Linked DNA regions of Pan troglodytes: region 1 is linked to region 2. Evidence: chromatin contacts called from public capture Hi-C data. All regions are on one chromosome and are shown on one strand. Each heading gives the region's core, a stretch centred on a gene start, on an enhancer-like site or on the middle of the called end of the contact. The rest is flanking DNA. Distances are from core to core; before and after follow the strand shown. Region 1 has its middle 7.3 kb from the start of PLA2G3. Region 2 overlaps MORC2 (MORC family CW-type zinc finger 2).

The links. Capture Hi-C pulls out chosen DNA fragments and counts their contacts.
Region 1: a contact with region 2 is called in a capture Hi-C map of stem cell-derived neural stem cells, with 5 times the contacts expected there. The contact joins two enhancer-like sites. A contact is called at or near these places in 4 of 7 Hi-C or Micro-C datasets (blood, induced pluripotent stem cells and stem cell-derived neural progenitor cells), 1 of 1 datasets of contacts at active chromatin or transcription factors (stem cell-derived excitatory neurons) and 1 of 1 other capture datasets (stem cell-derived neural stem cells).

Annotation. Positions count from the first base shown.
Region 1 is chr23:33,263,632-33,270,085 of NHGRI_mPanTro3-v2.0_pri, reverse strand. No RefSeq gene overlaps it. Among named protein-coding and RNA genes, the nearest start is that of PLA2G3, 7.3 kb to the right of the region's middle. Within about 2 kb of position 1,980, at least 2 of the 24 cell types and tissues checked have an H3K27ac peak or open chromatin away from gene starts, as enhancers often do. A contact at or near this core is called in stem cell-derived neural stem cells, where this site is marked.
Region 2 is chr23:33,060,186-33,065,915 of NHGRI_mPanTro3-v2.0_pri, reverse strand. MORC2 (MORC family CW-type zinc finger 2) reads left to right here. Exons shown (of 26, transcript XM_016938972.4): 7 at 3,032-3,191; 8 at 3,301-3,412; 9 at 3,745-3,870; 10 at 4,466-4,545; 11 at 5,285-5,367; 12 at 5,620-5,705. Among named protein-coding and RNA genes, the nearest start is that of TUG1, 27 kb to the left of the region's middle. Within about 2 kb of position 4,050, at least 1 of the 24 cell types and tissues checked has an H3K27ac peak or open chromatin away from gene starts, as enhancers often do. A contact at or near this core is called in stem cell-derived neural stem cells, where this site is marked.

The DNA of each region.
Region 1 (6,454 bases), core at 731-3,230, 210 kb before region 2:
TGGTACCAAAAAAGGGTGTAAGATGGCTTGTTAATAATTTAAAAATAGTGATTACATATTGAAATAATATTTTACACATCGGATCACATAAAGTGTATTATTAATCTTTTTTTTGAGACCGGGTCTCACTCTCTCATCCAGACTGGAGTGCAGTGGCAGGATTGATCAAAGTTCATTGCAGCCTGAAGTCCTGGACTCAAAGTGATCCTCCCACCTCAGCCACCAGGGGCGCACCACCAGGTCCAGCTCACAAAATGTGTTATTAAAATTACTTTCACCTCTTTCTTTTATGTTCTCGATGGCTAGAAAATTTCAGATTACATTTGTGGCTAGCATTGGAATTCTGTTGACCAGTGTGGGTGCAGACATGGTCTGATTTGTTCATCTGTAAAATAGGTTTGGAGAGGTGGAGTCATTGGCTGATAGTCATACGCAGCGTCCAACCTTGGCATAGTGGGATGGGAAATCAGGTTATTTTGAACCCTGAGCCCATGGCTACCCGTCAGCCCCTGGGCTGACATTTGACCTCTTCCAGAATCATATGCCCTCCTGAAACCACAACCAGTCCTCAGTGGAGACCTAAGGTATGCTCGCCCATCCTAGTGTGGGGACTTGGGGGTGGGGGTGGGGGCGGGGGCTTCCTGAATGGGATTGTAATCCCCCACCAAATTCACCTTGCCTGCTGCCTAGACAGAGCCGATTTATCAAGACAGGGGAATTGGAATGGGGAAAGAGTAATTCATGTAGAGCCGGCTGTGGGGGAGACCCGAGTTTTATTGTTACTCAAATCAGTCTTCCAGAGCATTTGGAGATCAGAGTTTTTAAAGGTAATTTGTAGGGGGTTAGGAAGTGGGGAGTGCTGATTGGTCAGGTTGGAGATGGAATTATAGGGGGTCGAAGGGAGTTTTTCTTGCTGTCTTCTGTTCCTGGGCGGGATGGCAGAGCTGGTTGAGCCACATTACTTGTCTGGGTAGTGTCAGCTGATCCATCCAGTGCAGGGTCTGCAAAATACCTCAAGCAATGATCTTAGATTTTACAAAACTGATGTTATCCCCAGGAGCAATTTGGGGAGGTTCAGACTCTTGGAGCCGGAGGCTGCATGACCCTAAACTGTAATTTCTAATCTTGTAGCTAATCTGTTAGTCTTGCAAAAACAGACTGGTCCCCACCAGGCAAGAAAAGGGTCTTTTTGGAAAAGGGCTATTACCAATTTTGTTTCAGAGTCAAATGATTAACTGAATTCCTTCCCAAAGTTAGTTTGGCCTACGCCCAGGGATGAACAAGGTCAGCTTAAAGGTTAGAAGCAAGATGGAGTCGGTGAGGTCTGATTTCTTTCAGTGTCATGATTTCCTCAGTTACAATTTTTGCAAAGGTGGTTTCAGGATGGCTAAGCCAACATCTGAAGGATGAGTAAGAACAAGCCAGGTAAAGAAGGGGGAAAAGTGTTTTAGGCAAAGGGAACAGCATGTGCAAAGGCTCTTAGAGAGTGTGTTAATTGAGAATATGAATGTAGTTCCGTGTGGTTAGAACAGAGATGTGGGGAGTAGGTGAGGTCAGCTGGGCTCAGATCCTGCAGTGCCCACCAGGCTTCAGCATGAGGGCCAGAGAGGTCAGAAGACAGATGTAGACAGTGGAGAGACCTGGCTATGTTTGTGTTTTAGAAAGATTGGGCCTGCTGCCGTTTGGAGAACCACTGTTCCAAGAGATAAAATTGAGAACCAGAGAAGAAAAGGGCTTGTTCAGGGTCATATAGCAAATCAGAGCCAAGAAGGACTAGGCTAGCAGGCACAACCAACCAGGAAAGGAGCAGACAGCCTTGTTCAGGAGTCTCAAGGAGGCACTGGCATGGGGTGTCCACTAGATGACAGCAGAGGCTGGACCAAACTCCAGGGGCTTCGGGCAGGACCCACCCTGCTTTTCCACAAGCCTTCCTCTTTCCATTTCCCTGGTCTGGGCATCAGAGGGCCTCTTTCCTAACCCTTTTCTCCAGACCCCAGAGCAGCAAGGAGAGCCCTGGGTGTCAGGAGGCTCAGAGACTAGCCCTAGCTCCATTTCCCCTCTGCCATTGACATAGGGCAAATTCAAAGATTAAAAACTGCTTGAGAACTTGAGTCTTTGGCTGTAGAAATAGAAGTGGCATTATTAGTCTACCAGGAGCCACATTCTGTAGTTAGATCTCCTGCTGAGCCTCTTGATCCTCCTTTAATGCTCCCTGTCCACCCACCCTCTTCATTCTATCTTGTGAGTTAGACTCCCAGAGACTGTCAATGGCCCCAAGGCCCAGGCCAACCCTAAGAGGGAAGGAAGGGATGTGAGCTAAGTTGTCTGAGTTAGAGCCAACACAAACAGCCCAGGTTTAAACCTCAGCCAAGGGGCCTTGTGTAGAACAAAATAGTGGATATGTCGCAGAGCTTTGGGCAAATCTGATCTCCTCCTAGGGCCTCCATTGTGAAATGAGGTGAAGAGTCCCTGGGTGTCTTCACTTCACTCCTGCTGGGCAGGGTTACCAGATATAGTAAACAAAAACACAGGATATGCAGTTAAATTAGAATTTCAGATAACTAAAAAAAAATTGCAGCCAGGCACGGTGGCTCATGCCTGTAATCCCAGCACTTTGGGAGGCCAAGGCAGGCAGATCACTTGAGGTCAGGAGTTCAAGACCAGCCTGTTCAACACGGTGAAACCCTATCTCTATGAAAAATACAAAAATTAGCTGGGTGTGGTGGCGGGAGCCTGTAATCCAAGCTACTCAGAAGGCTGAGGCAAGAGAATCGCTTAAACCCAGGAGGTGGAGATTGCAGTGAGCCGAGATTGTGCCACTGCACTCCAGCCTGGGTAACAGAGCAAACTCCATCTAAAAAATAAAAATAAAAATAAATAATAATAATTGCAATGTTTGGGCATATACTTACATAAAAATTATTTATTGTTTTCTGAAATTCAAATTTAACTAGACTTTTTTTTTTTTTTTATCTGACAACTCTAGTACTGGGACATGGTAGGATGTCAAGTGGTGTTGGAACAGGAGGGGAGTGAATCTTGCACTCAGCATCATTCTATCCCATACCCCAAGGTCCTTTGGGGCTTCATTGTCCAGGTAGGTAGAGCTCTCACAGCCCATTCTGCCCCTTGTTTCTACTGGATTTCCCTATAGTTTCTGGCTTACTGTGAGGCATTCCCCTCAGTGAGCTCCTTCCCCAACTCTGATCTTCACTGCACTCCAGGGAAGAAAGAAAAGTAGGCATAAGCATCCCAATCAGTAGAGTGTATAACAGGGATTCAGCCAAAGTAACTGACTTGCCCAAGGCTGCCCAGGAGGGGAAGTGGAGCTAGGGGTTGAACCCAGGGTATAGGGAAGGATCTCCTGGGCTTCTTAGAACCCCACTAGCAGGCTGGAGTCATCTGGGGACATAGAAGGAGCCCACATTCTACAGCCTGGTGAACTGAATATCAGGTCAGTCACACCGCCATCTTGCCTGGCTTCTGCCCTCAAGTGCCCTCCTTAAATGAAGATCTCATTTGTCAAAGGCTACTGTGTGTCAGTCACTGAGGCACTTTAGTTACACTCACATTAGTCCTCATGGCATAAATGTTATTATCTCCGCTTTACCAATGAGGCCCAAAGAGGCAAAAAGACTTGGCTGAGATCACACAGAAAGTGAGAAAAAATCTAGGTCTCAAATTTGGGTCTGATCTGGGCTTATTCCATCCTACCATACTGCCTTCCCTACACCAGTGGTGTTAGATACACCTGGAGTTTTTAGGTGGAAGATTAATCTGCAAACAATAACAGTTTTGTTTCTTCCTTTCCAAACTTGACAATTTGTATTTTTTTCTTGTCTTATTGCATTGACTGGGACTTTTAGTAGCATTAATAGTAGGTACCCATGGTGTGTTCCTGATTTTAATAGAATGTTTCTATGTTAGTTACCTATTGCTGTGTTAAAAAAAAATTAGCATCTCAAACAAACATTTATTTTATTTTATTTTATTTATTTTTTTTTTTTTTTGAGACGGAGTCTCGCTGTGTCTCCCAGGCTGGAGTGCAGTGGCGCGATCTCGGCTCACTGCAAGCTCCGCCTCCTGGGTTCACGCCATTCTCCTGCATCAGCCTCCCAAGTAGCTGGGACTACAGGCGCCCGCCAACACGCCCGGCTAATTTTTTGTATTTTTAGTAGAAACGGGGTTTCACCGTGTTAGCCAAGATGGTCTCGATCTCCTGACCTCGTGATCCACCCGCCTCGGCCTCCCAAAGTGCTAGGATTACAGGCGTGAGCCACCGCGCCCGGCCAACAAACATTTATTAACTCACAGTTTCTGAAGGTTAGGAATTCAAGAGTAGCTCAGTTGAATAGTTCTGGCTCAGAATGCATGAGGTTAAAGTAATGACATCAGCCACATTTCTCCAAAGAAAATACAGGTTGAGCATCCCTAGTCCAAAAATACAAAATCCAAAATGCTCCAAAATCCAAAAGTTTTTGAGTGCTAACGTGATCCTCAAAAGAAATGCTTGTTGGAGCATTTAAGATTTTGGGTTTTCTGATTAGAGATGTCCAGCTGGTTAAGTATAATGCAAATATTCCAAAATCTGAAAAAAACCCAAATCTGAACACTTCTGGTCCCAAACATTTCAGATAAGGGATACTCAACATGTATATAAATGGCCAATAAGCACATGAAAAGATGCTCAATATCATTAGTCATCAGGGAAATGCAAATCAAAATCACAATGAGATACCACTTCACAATAGGACAGCTATAAAGACAGACAATAACTAATGTTGGCAAGGATGTGGTGAAATCAGAACTTTCATACACTGCAGTTAAGAATGTAAAATAGTGCAGTCACTGTGGGTGCAGCGCACCAGCATGGCACATGTATACATATGTAACTAACCTGCACATTGTGCACATGTACCCTAAAACGTAAAGTATAATAATAATAAATTAAAAAAAAATAGTGCAGTCACTTTGAAAATCAGCCTGGCAGTTCCTCAAAATGTTAAATATAGAGTTAGCATATGACCCAGCAATTTCACTCCTAGGTATATACCCAAGAGAAATAAAATCATACGTCCATGGCCAGGCGTGGCAGCTCATGCCAGTAATCCCAGCACTTTGGGAGGCTGAGGCAGGTGAATCATGAGGTCAGGAATTCAAGACCAGCCTGGCCAATGTGATGAAACCCCATCTCTACTAAAAATACAAAAATTAGTCAGGCGTGGTGGCGCACGCCTGTAATCCCAGCTACTTGGGAGGATGAAGCAGGAGAATTGCTTGAACTCGGGAGGTGGAGGTTGCAGTGAGCCAAGATCATGCCACTGCACTCCAGCCTGGGTGACAGAGCAAGACTGCATCTCAAAAAAAAAAAAAAAAAAAATTAAAATAGTATGTCCAAAAACTTGTACATGAATGTTCATAGTAGCATTATTCATAATAGCCAAAAAGTGGAAGCAACCCAAACGTCCACCAGCTGATGAATGGATAAACAAAATGTGGTATATCCATACAATGGAATCTTATCCAGTCATAAAAAGAAATGAAGTACAAATAGATGCTACAACACAGATGAACCTTGGAAACATTATGCTAAATGAAAAGTGCCAATCACAAAAGACCACATATTGTACAATTCTCTAGATATGAAATGTATAGAATATGCAACTCTATAGCCAGGCCTGGTGGCAGGCATCTGTAGTCCCAGCTACACAGAAGGCTGAGGCAGGAGAATGGTGTGAACCCGGGAGGCGGAGCTTGCAGTGAGCCAAGATTGCGCCACTGCATTCCAGCCTGGGCAACAGAGCGAGACTTCGTCTCAAAACAAAACAAAACAAAACAAAAGAATATGAAACTCTACGGAGACATAAAGTAGGTTAGTGGTTTATAGGGGATGGGGGAGAGAGGAAGGCAGAATGACTTACAGGATTTCTTTTTGGGATGATGAAAATGTTCTGGAATTAGATAGTGGTGATGGTTGCACAACTATGGATATATTAAAAAACATTGAACTGTATACTTTAAATGGATGCATTGTATGGTATGTGAATTGTATCTTAAAAGTTCCGTTACCAAAAAAAAGTCAAATGGGGCTGTACTTATCTGAAGGCTTGACTGGGGCTTAAGGGTCTGCTTCCAAGTGGCTCACTCACAAGAATGTTAACAGAAAGCCTCAGTTCCTCCCTCACCACATGGGCATCTTCATAGGGCTGCTTGAATGTCCTTTTTGTTTTTTGTTTTGTTTTGTTTTTCTTTTGTCTTGTTTTTGAGGCAGTGAGATCCTGCAACTCTGTTGCAGTTGGAGTGCAGTGGTACAATCATGGTTCACTGCAGCTTTCACCTCCAGAGCACAAGCGATCCTCCCACCTCAGCCTCCCAAATAGCTAGACCACAGTTGTGTGCCACTATACCCAGCTAATTGTTTTTGTTTGTTTGTTTGTTTGTTTTTTTTAGACAG
Region 2 (5,730 bases), core at 2,801-5,300:
TGGGTTTGTTTGCCTTTTTGGTGTGGTATGTGAGTTCATTCTGCATACTTGAGTGAGAGAAGCGTGGCAGCTGGAAAGAGCAGGCTTCTAGGAGAAGTAGGATAGGAAAATATAGCCTTGGTTGGGGTTTTCAGGAATGTTTCCTGATACAGGACTGAGGATGGTGACAGGAGGGTATAGAAGTCAGTAGAAGCAGCCTGCTTAAGGCCCTGAGGGCTGTGGGAGGGGACTTGGCTGCAGGGCCACCTGGAGAAAGGTGGTGGCCTTTGGAGATCAGAGAGGGCCAGGTTAGGCTTGACCTCGGGGCCTTGATGAATGTGTGGGGCTTTATTAAGCAAGGATGTGCCAGTATCAGATTCTTTTAAGAAGGTCCATGTAGCGATTGTGTGGTGATTGGGTTGGAAAGGTTAGGGTGAGTGTTGGAGTGTTCCAGTTGAGAGGCCCAGGCTCTGTAGCTTGGCGGTACTCGCCCAAGGGAGGTGAGAGAAATACATGGAGTTTCCATCTCTTTAGGATGTGGGACCCACAGATTTGGTGATTGATTGATTAGTAGAAGGCGAAAGCGAAGCGGGGGAGTCATGGATGACTCATAGGTTCTGCTGTGGCAGTTGGGGAGTGGGGTCTCTGGAATTGGGAAGAATGAAGAGGGGAAGTATGGAGGAGAAGAGTGTAAGTTTCTTCTGGACATGCAAAGTGAAGTCTGGGTCTGGCGTTTGGGGGAAGTCTGGGGGCTTCAGCATTCTTGGTAGCAAACGAGGTCACCTAATGGAGAGAATAGAGTGAGAAGAGGATCTGGGACCTAGAGCATGCCAATATCTAAAGGTCGGGGAGAGGAGAAGGGGGCCAGAGGGACAAAGGGGTAGCCAGAAAGGTAGGAAGAAAACTGGGCAAGTGTACCATTGAACTAAAGGAGAAGTGTTCCTGAGGGGAGGGATGGGGTGCCCATGGGAGTGAACGCCAATGTTTAAAGTGATGCCATTGTCACCTGGGACGGCTGTGAAGAATGAGAGGCGTAGTGAGGTACAGGTTTATAGAACACAAATGGAACTCAGTTCCCGTGGTGGAGAGGCTAGGTTGAGATTTTTTCCTTACTTGGTGCTAGAAGGTCGCTATTTTGGATTGTACTCTAGTGCAAACTCAGCCAAGATTTCAAAATAAGATCATTTTCAGTTGAGGAGGAATGTGTCCAGACCAGCCCTTGGGTTGAATAGTTGCAGCACAAAGCTTCTTAGAAACCAGCAAAATGGGCCGGGCCTGGTGGCTCACGCCTATAATCCCAGCACTTTGGGAGGCTGAGGCGGGCAGATCATGTGGTCAAGACCAGCCTGACCAATATGGTGAAACCCCGTCTCTACTAAAAATAGAAAAATTAGCTGGGCATGGCAGTGTACGCCTAGTCCCAGCTACTTGAGAGGCTGAGGCAGGAGAATCACTTGAACCCAGGAGGCGGAGGTTGCAGTGAGCCGAGATCGTGCCATTGGTGGAGGTTGCATTGAGCTGAGATCATGCCATTGCACTCCAGCCTGGGCGACAAGAGCAAGACTCCGTCTCAAAAAAAATAAAATAAAAAAACCCAGCAAAATGTCTCAGAACTCTTAACAGTTTGTCACCCCAGCACTTGTTAAGATTACAGAGTCCCTTTTTCCTAAGGGTTTGAACCCCTGAGGTGCTTAGCCTGGCCTGCTCTGCAGAGGAAATCCTTCAGGCAGCCATCTGCAGGGCTCTGCAAGGGCTGCGGCCTCATAACCACCGAGGGAGGAGCCTCTGGGGAAGTGGCATATGAGGTTGGGTTTTTGAAGAAAGAGTAGGATTTTTTAAAACATCACTTACACATTACTTAAATTAAATTTCACATAAATGGAAGAGTGTATTGAAATATTTATGCAGTTCAGAGGACAATTTTAAAGGCAACACCTGTGTTGCCACCATCACAGACTGATGTTAGAAGTGTCCTGTGTGCCCTCATCAGTTATATTTCTTCTTGTGCCCCCGAAGGAACTGCCTTCAGGTAACTTTTGTGATAATGATTTCCTTCTTTTTCACTATAGTTTGTCACCCTTGTATGCATTTTTAAATAATAGTTTAGTTTTGCCTATTTGTGAATTTTTTAGAAATGGACTCTTACTGTAGGTATTTTTTGTATCCTATTTCATATAACACTGTGTTTATGTTGTTCATCCATGTTGATGCTAGTAGTGGTTAGTTCATTTGTATCACTATATAGTGTTCCATTGTACAGTTTAATTTGGCCACTCTAGAATGGATATTTGGGTTATTTTTATTTATTTATTTATTTTTGAGATGGAGTCTTGCTCTGTTGCCCAGGCTGGAGTGCAGTGGCGCGATCTCAGCTCACTGCAACCTCCGCCTCCCAGATTCAAGCAATTCTCCTGTCTCAGCCTCCTGAGTAGCTGGGGCTACAGACGCACGCTGCCACGCCCGGCTAATTTTTTGTATTTTAGTGGAGACCGGGATTCACCATGTTGCCCAGACTGGTCTCGAACTCCTGAGCTCGGGCAGTCCATCCACCTCAGCCTCCCAAAGTGCTGGGATTACAGACATGAGCCACTGCACCAGGCCTGGGTTATTTTTGTACATGTTTACTGGTACATATGTACAAAAGTTTCTCCTAGGGTATGTACCTAGGAGTGGAATTGCTGAGTTTTAGGTTATGTTATGTGTATTTACTGATTCACTAGATAATTGCAAATATATTTTCCCTAGTGGTAAGAGTAGAATTTTTACCAAATTAAGAAAATGACCAGGGACGTCCCAAGCAGGGAACTTCTCATGCAGAGACCCTAAGCACATAAACCAACATCTCCTGAAGGAAGTAGTCTTGTGTGGCTGAGTCTTGGGAAGAGGCAGAAACCCTGAAGCTCACAGAGCCTCTGGTGCCAGGCTGTGGAGCTTGGGCCTCACCTACAGGGCAGTGTGGAGCTGCTGTGGGGAGGGACAAGAGAGATGCACATTTGGGAGGAAGGCTGTTCTGGGGCTTCCCTTAAAGTGCCTGCTCATGTTTACTCCACAGGTGATAGTCCCACTGCCCACCTGGAATGCTCGGACCCGGGAACCTGTCACAGACAATGTAGAGAAATTTGCCATTGAGACAGAACTCATCTATAAGTACTCTCCATTCCGCACTGAGGAGGAAGTGATGACCCAGTTTATGAAGATTCCTGGGGACAGTGGTAAGTAGGCTTTGAGCCTGTAGCCCCTAGAATCTGGGAGCTCCAGAATCACAAGTAGTGTGGGGGTGGGCCGGGGGATCTGGCAGGACAAAAGATTTCTGTTTCTCAGGAACATTGGTGATCATCTTCAATCTCAAACTCATGGATAATGGAGAGCCAGAACTAGACATAATCTCAAATCCAAGAGATATCCAGATGGCAGAGACGTCCCCAGAGGGCACGTGAGTGTGGCTGGGAAGGGAGGGAGGCCCTGGAACTGGCGTTTGTGCTCTCAGGAGATGGCTTCAGGGAAAGAGGGGAGAGCACATTCATTGCCCAGTGTTCTGTGGTAGGGTAGTATGTAGGGCCAGCTCAGTTGCCTGTGGGGTACCTGTGCTGAGGACGTGAGAGGGGCGGGATGTGGTGCTCACACTAAGGGAGCACCAGTTCAGGGCAGCAGCAGAAGTCAGTACCTAACATGGAAAGGTGGAGAGCCTGCAGAGAGGATGTTGTGCCCTTGGTCAGGCCTGTTGTGAAGCAGGTGACAGCACTTCTCTGTTTTTGCCCTCTCCAGGAAGCCAGAGCGGCGCTCGTTCCGTGCCTATGCCGCTGTGCTCTATATTGATCCCCGGATGAGGATCTTCATCCATGGGCACAAGGTGCAGACCAAGAGGCTCTCCTGCTGCCTGTACAAGCCCAGGTAGGGGCCAGTGCCCCTTGGCCCGCTGTCTCCCATGGGTCGAGGATGTGGCCGCGTTTCTCTGGGGCATTGTTAGAGGGATGCTATATAAGAGGCTCTGGCAGTGCTGACTACGTTTGGGACTTTAAGTTGCCTGTGATTGGTCACAGGGTCAGTTCTGGGTCCTAGGGGAGGGACAGATCAGCTGTGGAGGTGGCTGGCTAAGCTCATTGAGTGTGTGTGCCTCTGTGACAGGGAGGGTGCCCTGCCTGGCTCAGTGAGCTGTCTGAGTCTCTTGGCTTTAGGGCCAAGGGGCCTTTAGACACTATATAGGAAAGCAGTGGGCTTGGCTTACTCCTGAGGTTTGTTTCTGCTGTGGGATGAATGACAACCCTGGTGAATGGTGAGGTTGCTTATCAAAGACAGCAGGAGGCTAAGGGCAAGTGGAATAAGGAATTACATCTTTTTGCTGAATTGAGCTTAGATTTGTCTCATCATGAGGGGCCAGGACAGCACAGCTTGGGAGGAGGCAGGAAGGCAGGGTGCTTCCTGTGCTTGGGTGTGCCACCTGCCCCACTGCTGCCTGGGCCATCAGCTTGCTTTTTCTACTGATCAGGATGTACAAGTACACGTCAAGCCGTTTCAAGACCCGTGCGGAGCAGGAGGTGAAGAAAGCAGAGCACGTAGCAAGGATTGGTAATGCCACTCTGGGTGCAGGAGTTGGGGGGGTGTGCATCTGGGGTATACTGCTTGTGGGCAAAGTGGGGTTCCAGGAAAAGGCTGAGTCCACAACTCAGGGACAAGGCTGGTCTCCTGAAGCATAATTCAGTTCCTTTGCAGCCCCTTTCACTACATGCCAACTCCCTCAGCATTTCTTCTTTCTACACTCCACTTTCTCTTCTTCAGCCATTTATAGGGCCTAAAAGTGTCAACTCTTTGGCTTATCCCAATTGAAGAATCCCACTGAGTTCTCTGGTGCAAATACTTGTGAAATTGCTTTTCCTAACTTCAGGGCAAACATCTCAGGGGCTCTCTCGCTGTTCAGGGTTTCTCAGGGTTTCTCGGCTGCTTGTTGGAGAGTGATTGGCTGAAGACTTCTTTAGCTTCCAGCTCAAGCTGAGTGTTCAACTGGTTGCCCTAGGTGTTTTTTTTTTTTTTTTTTTTAAAACCTGTTCTGGTTCATTTGTAAAGTTTCCTTGGGGCCTCCGTGATAGGTTTGAATGCCAGATTTTCCTTCTGTGACTGACTGCCGTCCAGGCACAGAGGCTGCCCTCACATTGCTCACCAGCCATAGCTCCCCCTACTCTTCTTTTCCTTGGTGGTGTACACACTTCGTGTCCAGTACTGTGGATCCAGGAGGGATGACCAAGAGTTTTGAACCTTTGCATTTCTTAGAACCTTTGCATTTCTTACCATGTTCTCTTCTGGGTTTCAGCTGAAGAGAAGGCGCGGGAGGCAGAGAGCAAAGCTCGGACATTAGAAGTACGCCTAGGTGGAGACCTCACGCGGGACTCCAGGGTAAGGTCCCGGCCCAGGCGGCTGTTCTCCAGCGTTTCTGGCACTAGGAGCCCATGTCCCATGAGCCTGGTCAAGTAAAACACAGCTTTTGAGTTTGTCCCCAGTGAGGGCTGTTTTCTGTAGAAAGAAGTAAATTTCCAGGTGTGGTTTTACATCTTTGAGATAAATTGAGATGTCTTAGATGTAATGTTTCAATATTCCCTGCTGTGGCCTAGAGTGCCTCCTCCCCTCACCTGATGTCAATGTGTGCAGGTGATGTTGCGACAGGTCCAGAACAGAGCCATCACTCTGCGCAGAGAAGCTGATGTCAAGAAGAGGATCAAGGAGGCCAAGCAGCGGTGAGTGCCAGGCCTGTCCTTGGAT